Regions from separate parts of the Arachis hypogaea genome. Here region 2 is linked to region 1. A link is a contact called in public Hi-C data. All regions are on one chromosome and are shown on one strand. The core of a region is the stretch at or near the end of the contact, and the rest is flanking DNA. Distances in the headings are between cores, read along the strand shown.

What was found. Hi-C and Micro-C count contacts between places; a contact is called where the count stands out from the background.
Region 2: a contact with region 1 is called in a Hi-C map of leaf, with 2.3 times the contacts expected there. The contact joins the promoter of LOC112750103 here to the promoter of LOC112750102 in region 1. A contact is called at or near these places in 3 of 8 Hi-C or Micro-C datasets (leaf and an unstated tissue).

Annotation. Positions count from the first base shown.
Region 1 is chr15:30,246,850-30,251,583 of arahy.Tifrunner.gnm2.J5K5, forward strand. LOC112750102 reads right to left here and starts at 2,453. Exons shown (of 10, transcript XM_029293352.2): 1 at 2,281-2,453; 2 at 2,052-2,165; 3 at 1,840-1,958; 4 at 1,639-1,685; 5 at 1,449-1,549; 6 at 929-1,016; 7 at 707-815; 8 at 436-607. The coding sequence starts at 2,385.
Region 2 is chr15:30,422,781-30,427,514 of arahy.Tifrunner.gnm2.J5K5, forward strand. LOC112750103 (two-component response regulator ORR3) reads left to right here and starts at 2,841. Exons shown (of 5, transcript XM_025798654.3): 1 at 2,841-3,401; 2 at 3,514-3,596; 3 at 3,716-3,793; 4 at 3,895-3,965; 5 at 4,085-4,670. The coding sequence starts at 3,281. The coding sequence ends at 4,433.

The sequences.
Region 1 (4,734 bases), core at 1,203-3,702:
TTCTCAATGCAACTTGCTGCAAGATGACAAGCTTCCTCACAATAATCAGTAAAAACGGCTGGGACATCTAGTTTTTCAATTAACTCCTGTTATTTTGACACCAAAATAGAAAAGGAGTAACATAAAACGCACTTCGAATATACCCTAATTGTTGTTTGTTTAAGTACAATAATAAAGAGGAAGGTAGAACCTATAACTAACACCAAAATAAAGGATAAGAACATGGTAATGACATACAATACTAGGTAACCAACTTGGATAGGCAGCAATGCCACCATTTGGAGCAATCACTAGATGAGGGGAGGAATCCTGCAAGTATAATGTTAATTAAGAGGAATTTATTGTGTTCAAGTACAGCAACATATTCGAATTCAGGAACAAGCATTTCTCAATATTAGTTTTATATTGGTTCTTATCTAATATTAAATTAGATACCTTAACAATATCTCTATATCGGTCGTGATAGAGTCCATGCCACAGCTGCAGTGTTACTGCCGAAGTAATGCCACTCTGTGTTGATAAAATGGCATTTTCACTCGCTGATTTGCAGGTACTCTGGTCTTCATTGGAAGAAGCATATCTGGAAATGCTGATCTTCTCACCATCCCTGTTAACACGGAGGGATGAAGGACAAATAGTTAGAGCAAGTAGTGTCGAGTATCAGCTCATAGAACATTTATTTACTGATTACAGCAATGCATCAGACCTTTGTGGAGGAATTGCAGGTCCAACAAGTTCAATATGAATATGTACGCCGGGGAAGAGTGCCTGTAGTTCTCCAAATACATCTAGTTGTAGCAATTCTTTCTCAGGTCCTTCCATTAAAAAAAAAAATGATCATTAATGCTTGAATATGTAGTGTAAAAAAGAATTCATATTTAAATTTGAATGCTTCAAAAGAACGGGGAGTTTTTAAGAAATTATATACCAAGGTAATGTAGGTACAACTTATCACAGACTTCAGGATTCAGGGTTCCAATTCCAACTAGTTGAGCAGCATGATATATTGTAAGTGGCTGAAACAGGCAAAGCATACAATTTAAAAAATAAAAAATAAAAGAAGTTATCAAAGATATTGTGGGTTATATCCTTCTTACACCTCTAATTTTATCAGAGGAGGAAACTTTCAATGGTGGTTTCTGCTCTATTAAGTAGTCAACAGAAAACAAATACATTCCGCAAGTTCCAGTTTATAATTTGCAAGGTGAAATTAGAAATTCTTTTCTTTTTTAAATATTTTCAAACACTAGTGGGAAAATTGTTTTAAAGGCCCTGCACATTCCATCTAACATTAACTACATCAAAAGATTAGGTCCATTCCCCTTCTTGTACTTCTTTAGTTACAAACAAACTAAAAAAGCCTAATTGTTACATAATCATACCCAGTGAAATGGGATAGACACTTTTGAGAAAGAAAAAAAGAAAGAAAAGGGGCTACACAATCATACCCAGTGAAGCAGCAGAGCAGCAGGCGAGTCCAGTGGAATGCACCTCCAATTATAGTAGTCACTCCAACTATGCAACTGCACCGGAATTTGAGATTCGGGTGCTAAACATTTATATATTGGATTTTATTTTCTTTTCAATTTAATACATATGAGGAACTTGGAATGGAGAAACAAGCTTCAATTGTATTACCATAACAAGGATACAAATTTCTTGGAAGATCCCAACTGTTGTTTAACCTGCCAAAACTAAACTCCTTAGACCAAAGCTTGTTCTAAGCCAAGTAAATACACCATAAAATGTCTGAACTTTCTATTTTGTAATGATTAGGGCAAACATAATTTTGATTAACAAAAAGTTTCAGAATATGAAGCTTGAAGGAAACAAGAGAACCGTAAACAATCAAATGAAGCAGACGATTCGCCACAACGGCATTCGATCATCCACATCCCCTTTTGATGGATTCCCCTCTTGCTCAAGAAAGAACACCTAGTTTCCTGCTTCAAACAAATCTGTTGAAAAAGCTAAATTAGCATAAAAAAAACATATATGAACACTTTACGGTAACAATGTTTTCTTTGAAGGTTGTTAGAATCAGAAATCACCTGAACTGTAGCTTCTTGAGAGAAAGTGAAAGGAAAATCATTGAGTAAATGCACACTCTCCATCTGTTGCTCTAACCTATCACACTCATGTTTGTGGCTACTCCAGTGTTCAATCTAGGGTTCAAAGAAAAAACGGAGAGATATGAAGAAATTTGTGAAACGCAGAACTATTCAGCGAGCGAAAATATGTTCAAAACTGCGGATCAGAAATTGAGATAGAGAGAGGGACCTGATGAGAGAGAGAGCAATAAGCGACGGCTCCGCAGCGAGCGCAGGGCCTGGTGGCGGCGCCGGTGCAGCGCGTTCTTCCGCTGCCCTTCGCGGCGCACTCCATCTTCTCCTCCGACGTTTCTCTCTGCAATCGGTGCTCATGTGCATGGCGTGTGTGGCCCAGCCCAAGTCTCCAAGCCCACTAGGGCCCATTTCTATGTTATCTTGGACCAAGATTGATTAGTTGAGCAAAGTCCATTATCATTTTCAATAAACGGATTTTTAGTGATAAGATAAAAACAAAATAAAAAAACAACTTGAACGGATTACTTGATTAGTCCACTTATTCCGCAACCTCTTAATTGAGTATGAGAAGATTATGCCATTTGAGTTATAACTCATTGGTGATACCTCTTAATTGAGTATGAGAAGATTATGCCATTTGAGTTATAACTCATTGGTGATTAGTCCACTTATTTATTTTTTTTTATCAAAGATAGGAGACTCGAACCCGTAACCTCTTAGTTGAGTATGGGGAGACTATGTCATTTGAGCTATTACTCAGACTAAAAACTTGAAAAGATAGGAGACTCGAACCCGTAACCTCTTAGTTGAGTATGGAGAGACTATGCCATTTGAGCTATTACTCAGACTAAAAACTTGAAAAGATAGGAGACTCGAACCCGCCCTCTTAATTGAGTATGGGGAGTCTATGCCATTTGAGCTATTATTCATTGGCTTAAAATTTGGAAAGATAGAAGACTCGAACCCGCAACCTCTTAATTGAGTATGGGGAGTCTATGCCATTTGAGCTATTACTCATTGGCAAAAATTTGGAAAGATAGGAGACTCGAACCCGCAACCTCTTAATTGAGTATGGGGAGTCTATGCCATTTGAGCTATTACTCATTGGCTAAAAATTTGGAAAGATAGGAGACTCGAACCCGCAACCTCTTAATTGAGTATGGGAAGTCTATGCCATTTGAGCTATTACTCATTGGCAAAATTTGGAAAGATAGGAGACTCGAACCCGCAACCTCTTAATTGAGTATGGGGAGTCTATGCCATTTGAGCTATTACTCATTGGCTTAAAATTTGGAAAGATAGGAGACTCGAACCCGCAACCTCTTAATTGAGTATGGGGAGTCTATGCCATTTGAGCTATTATTCATTGGCCAAAATTTGGAAAGATAGGAGACTCGAACCCGCAACCTCTTAATTGAGTATGGAGAATCTATGCCATTTGAGCTATTACTCATTGGCAAAAATTTGGAAAGATAGAAGACTCGAACCCGCAACCTCTTAATTGAGTATGAGGAGTCTATGCCATTTGAGCTAGTCTATGCCATTTGAGCTATTACTCATTGGCAAAAATTTGGAAAGATAGGAGTTGAGTATGGGGAGTCTATGCCAGACTCAAACCCGCAACCTCTTAATTGAATATGGGGAGTCTATGCCATTTGAGCTATTACTCATTGGCTGATTAGTCCACTTATTCACTTAAACAAATGTTTGAGTTTAAATACTATTTTTGAATTATATGTAATAACTTATTAATTAGTGACCAATTCTTAAATAAAATATATTATAAAAAATTTGTTTTCTTTTATTTAAAAGAGTAAAAGATCTATTTAAAGTTCAAACCAATGAATTTGGATCTTATTTTTATCCATAAAATTTTAAATGACATCCTACTCACCAGAAGTCAAAAAGGGAGCCATTCAAATAAAAATATTTAAAATATTTTTTTAAAGATATTTTTTAATAATTAAAATTTAATATATATAATTGATTAAATCGTGTTATTTTTGTTAAAATTAGATCAGATAAATTGATTTGGCCAAAAAATCAGTGAATTACTCCTTAAACCAATCTAAATTAATCTTTTTTATAAAAATGACTACAATATCTCTATTATAAAAAATGACTAAAATACTCTTATTCTTATTATTATTATATATAAATTTTGAAAACTCTAAATCCTAATCTTTCTCTTCTCTTTGTGCTGTCATAGAGTTAAGATTTAGCATTTTCAAAATTTAATATATATATATATATATATATATATAATAGAAGTATTCTATAATAAGATTATTGTAACCATTTTAAAAAATAATTTAGACTAGTTTAAAATTTAATTTACCAATTTTTCAGCCAAATCAATTTATCTTTAATTTTAATAAAAATAACATAATTTAATCAATTATATATATTAAATTTTAATTATTAAAAAATATTTTAAAAAAAGATATTTTAAGTGTCTTTATTTGAGTACTCGTAACCATTTAAGCATCAAAATCGTTGAGTTAACCAATGTTAGTAAACATCTGGGTTAACATAAATTATAACTCAAAATTCTTAACAGTAATATTACCAAAAATTTTGTTCCAAATACGATGAATGTGAAAAACTATCAAAGAAATTTATCAAACATTTTTTTCTATAAAATATACCAACCATATTATGTATACAC
Region 2 (4,734 bases), core at 1,591-4,090, 180 kb after region 1:
ACATGTTAAAAAAAGAATTATATCTCACTTTAAAGTTAAATTTAAATATTTTTGTTATCTATAAAATATTTAAAGTATAGTATTCATAAGAAGAAATTAAAATACTATGAAAGAGAGAGAAAAAAAAGAAAAAGATAAAATGATAAAACATTCATAGGATAAAAAATAACTAAAATATGGTAGATGAGACTAAATTACTCTATATGTTAATACGAAAAAAATAAATAGGACAACCAGCAAAGAGAAGGATAATAATAGTCCCATCAACACCACTTGTTTTTTTTATTTCCCTTAAAAGAAGCGGGAGAAAACTAGCTACAAAGCTAAAAACATAGGAAAATCCAATGTTCTGAAAACTGGTTCGAACCAGCCGGTCAAACCGGTCGAACCGTGAACTGGATCCCAAAACGATTCGGTCAATCAGCAAAACTGCGAAATCTGAAAACCGACGTTGAACCGGTGAACTGGTTGGTAACCGATCAGTCGAACCGAATCGTGATCAGGCCGGTTTTTTGGCAAAACAGCAAAATGCTACCGTTTCTCGCTCTAAAACCCTAAATCAATGTTCTGATCCCTAATTGCCTTCACAAAATCACAATTCTCATCGAGCCTCAGAATCAGAGAACGCCATCACAGTCTCACACGGCCACACGGGTTCGTTGTCGAGCAGTCACCTCCGTCGCGCAGTCTCCTCCGTCGCGCAGTCTCCTCCGTCGAGCAGTCACCTCCTTCAACCAGTCACCTCCGTCTCGCAGCAGCCATCGTTCGTGATCCACCACTGCTTGGTTCACTCGGCGTCGCTGTCTCCCACTCTCCCTATTGCATGTTCTTCCCTTTTTCCTCAGCTTAAGAGCCAACACGACACATCACAACGCAAAAGAGTAACCATTAATCATCCCTGTATACTTGAAGAGGATTCATCTGAAACTATTCTCTTCTCTTCCTCTGAGCTCATCCTTCAACAATGGCGACCGTGATGCAGAAAATAAAGGATATCGAAGATGAGGTACCCTATGCTTTGTCTCTAATGCTTCCTTCCTTCCTTCCATTGTATTCTCAATGGAACTTGGTTGCACGCCTCGATTCGTATCCGTGAAAGTATAACATTTTTGGACTACAAACTAATCCATAAGTTGTTTTCCTCTGCAGTAGTAGGGTTACTACCGTTTGATTACGAATTACGAAATTTTAAAGCCATATCCTAGGATCCAGTTTTAAGGTGTTATTAATACAAATGATTTACACTTAATATGATTCTTAAGAAGCTCTATGCATTTCTAGAGTTGGAATAGAAGCTGTACTTAATTGTGATTAATGTTCCTTAATCGGAATTATTCTCGCCAGAAACTCCTAAATTCTATTTTCGTTGGAGTTCATATTTCAGTACATATTGCAACTTCGTCTGATTAGTGATTATGTTCAATAATATTTAAGCATCAAGTAAGATGAGATTGTAATAAATTCCTTGTTACTCAGAATAAGTGAAGTTTTTATGTTTAGGCTAAAACTAAAACAACTAATACTGTAGATACCTCTAAGTCGTAATTCTGGTTGAATATGTATAGATTGAGTTTGAGAGATTGATAGCTACGATAAGGTTTCATATTATTTCTGTGCATGTGCTTTGTTTCCTTTACTCCCTGCATATGGTAATCAAGAACTAAGGAACTGTATTGATTGTTCAAAGATAAGGTTCCCAAGGTTTTGTATTCTTAGGGACAATTTTGTATGAAAAATTGTCATTTTTTGAGGGGTGTATAAAAATTCAGAAAAGCACCTTGCATCATATCAACTAATAATACACAAGGTTCTGTATTGTTAGTGATTAAATGTTTGTTCTAAACCCTGCTGCTGTTGTTTTTAAATTTATGAGTATGCTATTTTTGAATTTTTGTTGATAGATTTATTGATTTCAGAGTTTAGGGTGATTCATGAAATTGAGAATTGGTTTGTTGGTACTTCTCTATATGTATAATTGTTCTATGTCTTGGTGTTGAGTCTCACAAATCTTCTCAATTACTTACAGGTATGGTTTCTTTCTTGAATGAGATTTTATTTTTCCAAAAGAAATCAATAGAGGATTAGGGTTGTGGATTTTTTAATTGAGTGATGAGTGTAAAGTTGAAGATGATGATGACAAAAGTGTTTGGAAACATATATTTTAAGAGTGTTTTAAAAAAACTTTTAAGTTTGTAAATTGATAAGATCATATAATTTTGGTGTGTGTATTTATATTTTATTTATTATTTTATTATAAAACGATTTTTTCGATTTAACTACAATTGAACCGATTAAACCTATAAATCGATGAACCAGTAACTAAAATGGTTCAATGACCGATTCGTTTTCAGAACATTGAGAAAATCAACTCTATTTTTAACCTATATATAAGCTTATAAATATATAAGCTTATAATTAGGGTTTAACTTTAATACAATAACTATATACTTATTTGCGTGACTATCTACACATAATAATATAACTATATGAGAGAATCAATATATATAAGAAAAAATCACGAGGCCTAACTAAACTGACGTAGTAAGATATAAATGAATTGGTAATTACTAATCACATCTACATACATTAATTAGTGTACGCAATCGAATGACATTTTATGATTATTAATATAAAATTAGATGTTAATTTGCATACAGCAGAATTAAATAAGTAAAGAAAAGATAATGTCAAGAAACAAATATTATCATATAAAATAAATTAAGTTTGACTTCTATAGCAATTATCTTAAAACTACATATGGCATTATTGTATATACATAATTAGTTGTCATAGTCAAAATACATTGGGCTTAAAATGTACCAAAATCAAAATATTAACATAAGTACACATATTTTATGATATGTTTGTTAAAGAAAGTCATTTAAGAACACATCGGGAGTGGATTTCAGAATCTCAGCGACATCTCCTCCAAAAAAATAAAGAGAAAAAGAGCGGATTTTTGAGATAATTTTAGCAAGAGAAAGATTTGATTTTCCAAAAGAGACTTATTTATTCTATTATCATTTCTCTAACTCTTTAGTGTTGGAGATAGAATTAGATAGCGTGACATGGAGGTACGGACAGATAGACAATTATGAATGAAAAAAACGTAACAACACAACACAACATGTTATTACTACACAACAATTAACACTACAAACCCCTGTATTTAAAGATTTTATCTCCCACGTTAAGGAATGCTCTTCCTCTTTTCTTTTCATTTCTCTCTCTACTCTCTCTATCCCTTGTCTCTGTTTTTCTCCTTTGGTTCTTCTCCTTCATGACTCAAGTGATGGAGAGAGACGGCGTCGTTTCAGAAGAAGTTCATGTCTTAGCCGTCGATGATAGCCTCGTCGATCGGAAGGTCATTGAGCGCTTACTCAAAATCTCAGCTTGTAAAGGTAAACACTATAATAACTCAAAAATTTTTCTTTTCTTTTTATGCAGGCTTATTCAGTGTTAGGAATTTAATTTGTTTGATCTGAGATTTTTTTTTCCCTTGGAAAATTGCAGTTACTGCTGTTGATAGTGGAATCAGTGCCCTGCAGTTACTGGGGCTGGACGAACAGAGAACATCTGAATCAGATGATTTTGTGGTATGTATATCAATATCATAGAAAATGAAAATTTTACCCTATGAATAATGGGTAAATATATAAATTAAATAAGAATATAATATTCGTCTTTTTTTATTTTTTTTCATTTCTCTTGGCAGGGTTTAAAGGTAGATCTAATTATCACAGATTATTGCATGCCTGGAATGTCTGGTTATGATTTGCTCAAAAAAATCAAGGTACAAAAAAAAACAAATTAAACACAATCCCAACAAAAAATAAAAAATAAATAAATAATAAAAAATTGCTAATTAAACAATGCTTATTTAATTTAATGCAGGGATCGTCCACTTTCAGAGAAATTCCGGTCGTCATCATGTCCTCGGAAAATATCTTGCCACGAATTGACAGGTAATGTTAGGAGTTTAATTTTAATGTACTGATATTTTTTTTAAATTTTAATTTTAGTTTTTGGTTTTACGTAGTAAGAAAAAATTGATTGATGAGTTGAAAAATGTTGGAATATGTAGATGCTTAGAGGAGGGAGCAAAGGATTTCATAGTAAAGCCAGTGAAGTTATCTGACGTGAAACGGTTGAAGAATTATATGAGCACCGCCAGCAGGGACGTTAGCGCCGCCGAAGCCGGAGGTTGCAGCGGTGGCGGTGGTGGTGGTGGAGGAGGAATTAACAAAAGGAAGCTTTCAGACACTACCGCCTTTGATTATCTGTCATCATCTCCACCGTCCATTTCGTCCTCAATAACCCCCTTATCATCGCCGTCCGAGTCTTCTTCATCGCCTTCTCCGTCGCCATTATCTTCGCCCATCAGATCGCTTGATTCTCCAATCCGACGGCTTAAAATGACCGGCGGAGATTGAGTTTTGCTGTGTCGGCCCCACATTATGTTCCTCTCTCTCTTGAGCACTGCAGAAGTATCTTCTTCATTCCTTTTTTTAAATTTGTTTTTCTGTGGGGGTTGAAACTGCAATTATCCGTTGTTTGTAACGGTTTTTGTTGCATCAATACCCCTGCTCTTTGCTTTTGCTAATTTATTTTGTATGAAGGTGGGTTAAAGAAAGTTGATGGGTATAATATCATAATAAGATTATTGTTCCTCCTCTTATTTTATTTAATTTTATTATGAAAGAAAGGAGATAAATGTTAATCAAAATTCAAAAT